Linked DNA regions of Podarcis muralis: region 2 is linked to region 1. Evidence: chromatin contacts called from public Hi-C data. All regions are on one chromosome and are shown on one strand. The core of a region is the stretch at or near the end of the contact, and the rest is flanking DNA. Distances in the headings are between cores, read along the strand shown. Region 1 holds the start of NLRC4 (NLR family CARD domain containing 4). Region 2 holds the start of NANP (N-acetylneuraminic acid phosphatase).

Region 1 (3,974 bases), core at 1,009-3,508:
AGGAACTGAACCTGTGACCTCAACTTTATGAGGACCACGCTCTAACCAACTGAGCTATTTCTTCAGCTTATTGTTGACACTGATTGTCAGCAACTCTGCAGAGTTTCAGGCACTAATCTTTGCCAGCCCTATCTGGATATGCCAAGAATTGACCCTGGCACCTTCTACATGCAGAACATATGCCCTACCACTCAGTTATAATTTGGGATAGAACAGCAATTTGATTCAGTTTGCATTTAAATACAAATCTACCTAATTCTCATTATTTGAACATATAATGCAAGTACACAATATGATGTACTGTACAATAAAGTAAGGATGAGGCTATTTAGTGTTTCGGTTATTGTTGCACTTTTTTTTTTACAGGTCATACTGGAAATGTTTCTGTCCCTTGTGCATTTCAAATGCCTTGTTATTCTACTAATGGCACACTCCACAAATGAGTTTCCAAGAACTGCAACTAGCGCTTTTTCCACTTGATAATTTCCTTCCTTTTTCATGGATTCTATTTTTGATGACAGATCATGGGAAGATGGCAATCCAAAAAGACCGTCTTGCTGATGAATGGCTGATAGGTGCCTGATAATTTTCTGGTGGCTTCAGTTTATAATCTATAAGTATACAGAAAAAGAAAGAAAGAAAAAGAAGTAAACTGTGGTAATGTAGTAATAATATCTGAGATGCTATTCATTCATAGAAGGTAACTATGCCCTCTGGCCGCCTCCTTATCCCAATTGGATGTTAATAACTTGGAAAGTCTCCAAGTGTATTCCTGGAAAGACTTATGAAAAATTCAAGATACCGGCTTTAGTCTCTGAGCTGTGTATTTATTCATGAGGACTATAGCTAGCAGGACTTGTTCTTTCACACTGGAGAAATCCTCAGGCTGAAAATCAAATTTGTGGTCAAATACTCCCTCTAGTGCTAAATCTCCACAGGGGTTTATGCTTAGGCGAAAATGGTCTTCACAAATCCCTCTGCTCTTGTGCTTGTTTCCCCCCGCCAGCAAATCATGTATTGTAGAGAAGAGAATGTTTTGTTTTGTGGATTTAAAGTAGTTTCCCCCACTTGGATGGCACAAGCAATAATTACAAACAAAGGGGTCTTCATATGGTTCTTGACCTGATTTCTGAAAAAAAGAATCTGTTGTATCCAGTTGAGACAACAAGCCCTCTGCTAACTGGCCTTTCAATACATTTCTAACTAGCTGTTTTGCACTTTCCTCAGCCAGATCACCTGTCTCATAAATCAGCGACCCAAAAAGCCTCAAACTTCTAATTAACTCAGTCTTTGTAGTAACAACGACTGTTTTTTAATTTACAAATGTCTTTGATCAGTGATTCTATTTCTGTGCATCTCTGGGGTTTGAATTCATCATATCCATCAAACAGAAAACTCCTGTTTGCCCATCTCGTAAGAGGTTGCTCGTAAGAGGTTGCTCACACACTGTTTCATACAGTCCAGCCTGAGTACTGCTCAGACTGATAAAGAAAACAAGCTTGAATTTTCTCATCGAAGGTTGGTTTCCATTAGCCCACAACCAGGCAATCCTTTTGAGGAGAGTTGTTTTTCCTTTGCCAGCTTCTCCCTCTATTATACAGGTTGCCATATTTCAAAAAGTTGTTGAGTTTTTGTTTTTGTTTTGCAAAATCTCCCAAAAAAACCCAAGGTTTTTAAAGAAAATTCACCAAAAAAATCAAGACTTCCGAGATGAGCTGCCATATGCCAGACATTTTAACTGATTTTAGAAAATTCCACCCAGACGCTACTTTTGGCAGACGAATCCCAGCTATGTCCGGGAAATTACGGATGTATGGCAGCCCTAATGAGCCATCTTCTAGTTCATCTAAAAGGGCATTTAAAGACAGCTGTCCTAGCCTCCAAAGCAAAGTATCTGTATAAGTAGTTGTAAAATAAAAAATGATGTCAATTTATTCACGCAGTAGGTGAAAATTTTAAAATAATGGATTCTTATAAAAGTCAGCTAAATCCTGAACCAAGCAATCAAGGTGTTCTTGAGACATTTGTCAAGCAGCACCTGAAAAATAACAATTGCAGGAACATCTTAATACAATGGTGATGAACTTTGCTATTTGATAGCTAAATTGCAAGAATATAAACTAACCATGTTGCTGGACTCTCAGCTCCAATCAAGGGTGCCAACTTGAATAAAATAAAATACAATACAATCCTAAGCATGCCTATTCGGAATTAAGTCCCAGTGAATTAAATGTGCTTATTATCAAGTCACTGTGTACAGGGTTTATTTATTTTTTTAAAAATAATGTTTATTAAAGATTTCCAAAAAAGTTAACAACCCAACAAAGAAAACCACAAGAAAAACAACAGCAAACATCAAAAAATCTCAATAGAAAAAACACCCAAGAAAAAGAAAAATACAACAACAAAAAAATTTAGTATAAAAAGAACACTCTTTCATTTTGATAACTTTCAATACCTTATTCTCATTTACTTCCACCCGCCTTCCCTTCTTGTATTCCAATTTAAAAATTAGTTCAGCAAGATCATTAACTATTCATCTTAAGCCTTTATCCTTCTCTTTATAATCTATTTATCTTGGCCACTTAAACCCCATCATTTCATTTTTAATGCCCTCAGCATTCATAGATTTTACAATGTTTTTGTAGATAAACTTTAAACTTCTTCCAATCCTCTTCCACCTGCTCCTCTCCTTGATCTCGGATTCTGCCGGTCATTTCAGCCAGTTCCATATAGTCTATTACTTGCATCTGCCATTCTTCCAGAGTGGGTAGATCTTGCGTCTTCCAATGCTTTGCAATAAGTATTCTTGCTGCTGCTGTGGCATACATAAAAAAAATTCTATCCTTCTTTGACACCAATTGGCCGACTAAGCCCAGGAGAAAGGCCTCTGGTTTCTTCAAGAAAGTATACTTAAATACTTTTTTCAGTTCATTATAGATCATTTCCCAGAACGCCTTAATCCTTGGGCACGTCCACCAAAGGTGAAAGAATGTTCCTTCAGTTTCTTTACATTTCCAACACTTGTTATCGGGCAGATGATAAATTTTTGCAAGCTTGACTGGTGTCATGTACCACCTATAAATCATTTTCATAATATTTTCTCTTAAGGCACTGCATGCCGTAAATTTCATACCGGTGGTCCACAACCGTTCCCAGTCAGCAAACATAATGTTATGACCAATGTCTTGTGCCCATTTTATCATAGCCGATTTAACCGTTTCATCCTCAGTATTCCATTTCAACAGCAAATCATACATTCTTGACAATATCTTAGCATTGGGTTCTAACAATTCTGTTTCCAACTTTGATTTTTCCACCTGGAAGCCATTTTTCCTGTCCAAATTAAAGGCCTCTCTTATTTGAAAATAGTGTAACCAATCCCGCACCTTATTTTTAAGTTTCTCATAACTCTGCAATTTCCACCTGTCCCCTGCTGTGTACAGGGTTTAGACCGAAATAGACTCATGTTGTTTGTGTAGTGGGGGGTGGGGGAGAGCTTCCAGATTGTAGCAGCACCCTAAATTGCAAATGTGTTGTTAGCAAGTTATTTTTACTTACTGGATTTCCCTCATAAAGGGCTAAATTCTGATTAAGTTGGGGAGTGTTGATGCCAACAACATAGTATAGATGCAGGAAAGAACTTGCATGCATGAGCACCAATCCCACTATAAACACCCAGCTGGGAGCAAAGAGAGGATGTGTGTACACACATCATTTTGGAGTGGACTGGATGCATCCCATGTATGCACGTTTTTCACGTCTGTCCTTATCTAAGTGGCAGAATCCACCCCAATCAAACTGGATTTCCCCTGTTTGTGGAAAATCCATTAGGAAAGGGGGGGGAGAACCAATATAAATTTGCATGCTACTCCATTGTGGACACACTTATGTGACCGTGTGTGGCTGGTCCCCCCCCACCTTTTTCCCTTTTCACATATGTGATGATGTTTTTGCTGAGTACAAGGCTTCAA
Region 2 (3,974 bases), core at 558-3,057, 260 kb before region 1:
TTATTTATAGATTAACCCCTCATGCAAAATCTGAAGGTGGTATACAACAAGATTCACGATGAGATAAAATACTATTAAAAACAATACAGAACAATAATTAAAAGGACCGACTCATCTTAAAAGCTTAATACTATTGGACACAACGGACTAGCTTGTTGACACAAAACGGAGACATTTTAAGGTTAGAAGTGAGGATGCCTGAGATTGAGAGTGCCATATACCATAGTTTGCATTGCTGCAGCTACTTCAGGGCGAGTTTGTAGGACCAATTTTTATGAAGGCACCCCCCCCCCCCCCGCCAATAACTGCCAGTACCCTGTGTGCCATGAACTGCCTTGAGGATTAAAAGGTAGACTTGGATTCATACTGAGGTTCTGCCTTTAACCTATGACTTAAGGTTCCTTAACATTATATTCCTCTAGCAGCTGGGGGGGGGGGGCCTTCCATGTTTTGTTGAACTACAACTCCCATCATCCCTAGCTGTTGGCTACGCTTGCTGAGGCTGATGGGTGCTGTAGTCCAGCAACACCTGGAGGGCCAAAGGCTCAGCACACCTGTTCTGTGAGGCAAGACTCCGCCAATTCGTGTATGTTCTTGCAAAAGTAGCTATTTGTAGAATAGGGAGGCTGTAGGGAGGCTACCTTTCCGGAGGCACTGCTCACAGACAACATGGCCGCAGTTGGTCAGGCAGAACTTTTGGGCGGCTCTTTGGGGCTTCTGGAAGCAAGCATTGCAGAACACCAGGGCAGCCATGAAGGGAAGGGAGGCGAGCAGGTTTTATCTACAACCCGTCGACGGAGCCATAGCCAGGAGGACACCTGCGCTGCCCCTTAGGTCATTCAAATGAAAAAGTTTTTCCCAGCCCCTCCCGAGGCGCCCAGGAGACCCGCCTCCTCCTCCTCCTCGCGGACGAGACAGCTCGCCTGAGGTAGAAAGGAAGAGCCGCCTTCGTCCCCCGCCCCCTCCCCGCAAGAACGAGCAGCGCCGCGGCGCCCCTCCCCCACCACACCAGGTGGAGCGCTGAGTCAGGAAGGGGGCGGGGAAGAGGCAACGGTGACGCGGAAGGTTTGGCTCCTCCCTCCACTGCCGACGACGTTCGTTTGTGAAGAGAGGCCGCAGAGATACGGAGTAAAAATAATAGAGTTGCTCTGTCACTGCTGCGATAGGTCGTTTCTGGGTCCAGATAGGAGGGAACAAAGCATTTTTTTCAATGCCCACCATTACGGAACCGAGAGCTGCTACGTGTTATCCATGGAGAAATGTGATGTGGCATCCGCGCCTGAAGCAACAGGGAGGAGTAAATAAAGTTCCCCGCCCCTTCTCTTTTAACACAAGGTCACGCCGTGTGGAAAATAATCGTCGTTTATTTTATTTTATTATTGTCGTATTTTTTTATTTTTGAGTCTGCCTGTCCAAATCCGATCCCAACAGTTCTGGTCCCGGTATCGCCCTGGAGTGCAGTGTGAAAGCTGAGAGAAGCTTACAAAGTAGTCATAGCTGTCAACTTTTCCCTTTTCTTGCGAGGAATCCTATCCGGAATAAGGGAATTTCCCTTAAAAAAAGGAAAACGTTGACAGCTATGAAATTAGTAGCCTTGCTAATAATCCATTGATCCATTTGATCCATTGCCCATATTGCAGGAGGAGGGGGGAGGTCAGGCTGAGATTAAGCAACCTATGATGGACCACATTAAGGGGCTTGAGGCTGGCTTACATTTCCAGCTCAAAACGGATCCCATGCCAACACGCCCCCAAAACGCAACCCGGAAGGACCCGGAAATTGGCTGTGTGGGTTGCTCTAAACTTACAAGTCTATACGCCTGGGTCTATCTGAGAATCCCACAGGGACGGGAGTTCCGACGGGCACGTCCCGCATCCCTTTCAGAGCGGTCTCGCTTTTTCTCGGGAGTTGCCAGTTCTCGCGAGATACAAGCAAATGAATCGGTCCGCTGAGTTTGCATAGCTGGCAGGGCGGACGCGGCTGTTTCCTCCACCTGCGACTCCAGTGGGGTTGCTGCTGCTGCTGCTGCTGCTGCTATTGCTATGGGGCTGCAAGGGGTCAAGGCTGTTTTCTTCGACTTGGACAACACGCTGATCGACACCGCCGCCGCAGGCAGGAGAGCCATTGAGGAGGTACCGGTTGCACCCAGCTCCTCCCTTCTGTTCTTCCTCCGTTAAAAAAAACACAAGACAAGGAAGTGCAAGTATAATAAGCTATAAAGCTTTATTGCCAGACAGCTCCTGTTCTGAATCTGTTGTGGATTTGTGGTTTTTAAAGAAGTAAAGTACTTTGCAACGTCCATCTCCCGGACATCTCGGGCTAAGGGGACCCAGTGCTGAATCAATATTGGCCTTTAGTTAATTAAAGTATCTATGGCCTTTTAAACGGGGGGGGGGGGGGCAGAGGCGTTATTCTTTTTGTTAGTTCCTGTGTTAGGAACTGTATTTTTGTGTTTTTATATTGTAAGTCACCCTGTGATCCTCGGATGAAGGGCAGTATAGAAGTTTAATAGATAATAATAAAGAATGTGATGGTGATGGTGAATGCAGCAATGTCACACAGCCAGCATTCACTCCCAGACACGACTTCCAAGAGCACAAATTCTATTGGATTTTCTTTTACAGCTCTTTCAGTCATTACTGTTGGATGTTTCATCTGTTTCACTATGGATCTCTTTCTTGAATATTTTCAAGGAAAGGCCCTGTTGCCCCTTGTAGGGGAGGAAGCGCTGTGGGTATTTTGCATGTCCTCTCTTAGGGCATCTTTGTACCTGAACGGCTGACTTCTGAGGGCCATGTGAAGAATGCTGACAAGTTTAGGGATACCGGGGTGCTACCTTATACTGAATCTGACCATTGGTCTATCAGCTTAATCCATATTGGCTACACTGACTGGTGGATGACTCTCCAGTTGGTAGTCTCTTTCAGGCGGACTTGAAGATGCTGGGACCTTCTACATGCAAAGCACAAGCACTGAGCCACAGCCCTTAATGTATTAAGTACTCATAAGTAACAGCAAGTAGTCAGAGGATAGTTATTTGTTCTTGGCCATTGGCCAATTAATCCAGAAGAAGAGAATGTACCTTGACACTTTATGCACAGTACGATAAAGGCTTAAAAAAAATGCAGTGTGTGAGAGACAGAGTAGTTTGGAATTCACATGAAGAACTTGAAAATAGTGTCGCCCCTTGGATATGCAGCATAATTGTATTTCACAAAATATGCCATGATTTGATTTTGGCATTCTAAATCAAAATGCTTACTGGGGTTAATGTCATTTACATGGGCTCTATTATGGTAGTGGTTAAAAGGCTTTGTGTCCTTGCATAGAGAAAGCTCTAGTGTTCCAACATCCCACCTTGCAGAAATTAACTCACGTTGTAACAAAAGGAGAGCTCTTGTGTAAATGTAGAATAGAACAGCATTGCTGTTTCAGGATGTGGATTAGAGGACTGCAGGTGCAGTATCCTTTAATTTAGTTTTTGCTGCTTTGCTGAGTTCAACCAATATAAGAGGACAACTGAGAACTTTAGGTATGGGCTGTAGCAATTTCTAAATAATGTATAAGTTGTTATGGCTGAAATCCATGAATTTCTTGATGCGTGTTACACTTTAGATTACCCCTGGAATGGATGAAGCATCCAAAAGTAATGGCTGAATGAGTACTAAAAGAGTTGTGCTCTTGAAAATAGTGTCTATGAGATGAATATGGGCTGTGTGGCATTGCTGCATTCATCGTCATATTATTATTTAGTATTATCTATTAAATTTCTATACTGTCCTTCATCTGAGGATCACAGGGCAGTTTACAATATAAAAGCACAACAACAGCCGACATAATAACAAACAAAACAAATAAACACACCCAAGTTTAAAAGGCCATAGATTGTTTAATTAGCCAAAGGCCTGCGAGAAGAGGAATGTTTTTTGCCTGGCGCCTAAAGATATGTAATGAAGGTGCCTGGCAAGCCTCCC

Evidence for each region. Hi-C and Micro-C count contacts between places; a contact is called where the count stands out from the background.
Region 2: a Hi-C map of tail shows a contact between it and region 1, with 4 times the contacts expected there. The contact joins the promoter of NANP here to the promoter of NLRC4 in region 1. A contact is called at or near these places in 2 of 3 Hi-C or Micro-C datasets (blood and tail).

What each region holds. Positions count from the first base shown.
Region 1 is chr3:40,128,096-40,132,069 of rPodMur119.hap1.1, reverse strand. It overlaps NLRC4 (NLR family CARD domain containing 4), which reads right to left and starts at 2,258. Exons shown (of 5, transcript XM_077925693.1): 1 at 1,438-2,258; 2 at 1,315-1,435; 3 at 1,130-1,313; 4 at 1,059-1,128; 5 at 1-1,056. The coding sequence starts at 1,609. The coding sequence ends at 692.
Region 2 is chr3:40,386,410-40,390,383 of rPodMur119.hap1.1, reverse strand. It overlaps NANP (N-acetylneuraminic acid phosphatase), which reads left to right and starts at 1,807. Exons shown (of 2, transcript XM_028724262.2): 1 at 1,807-2,132. The coding sequence starts at 2,043. All of the region lies in intron 3 of RNF212 (ring finger protein 212), which reads right to left.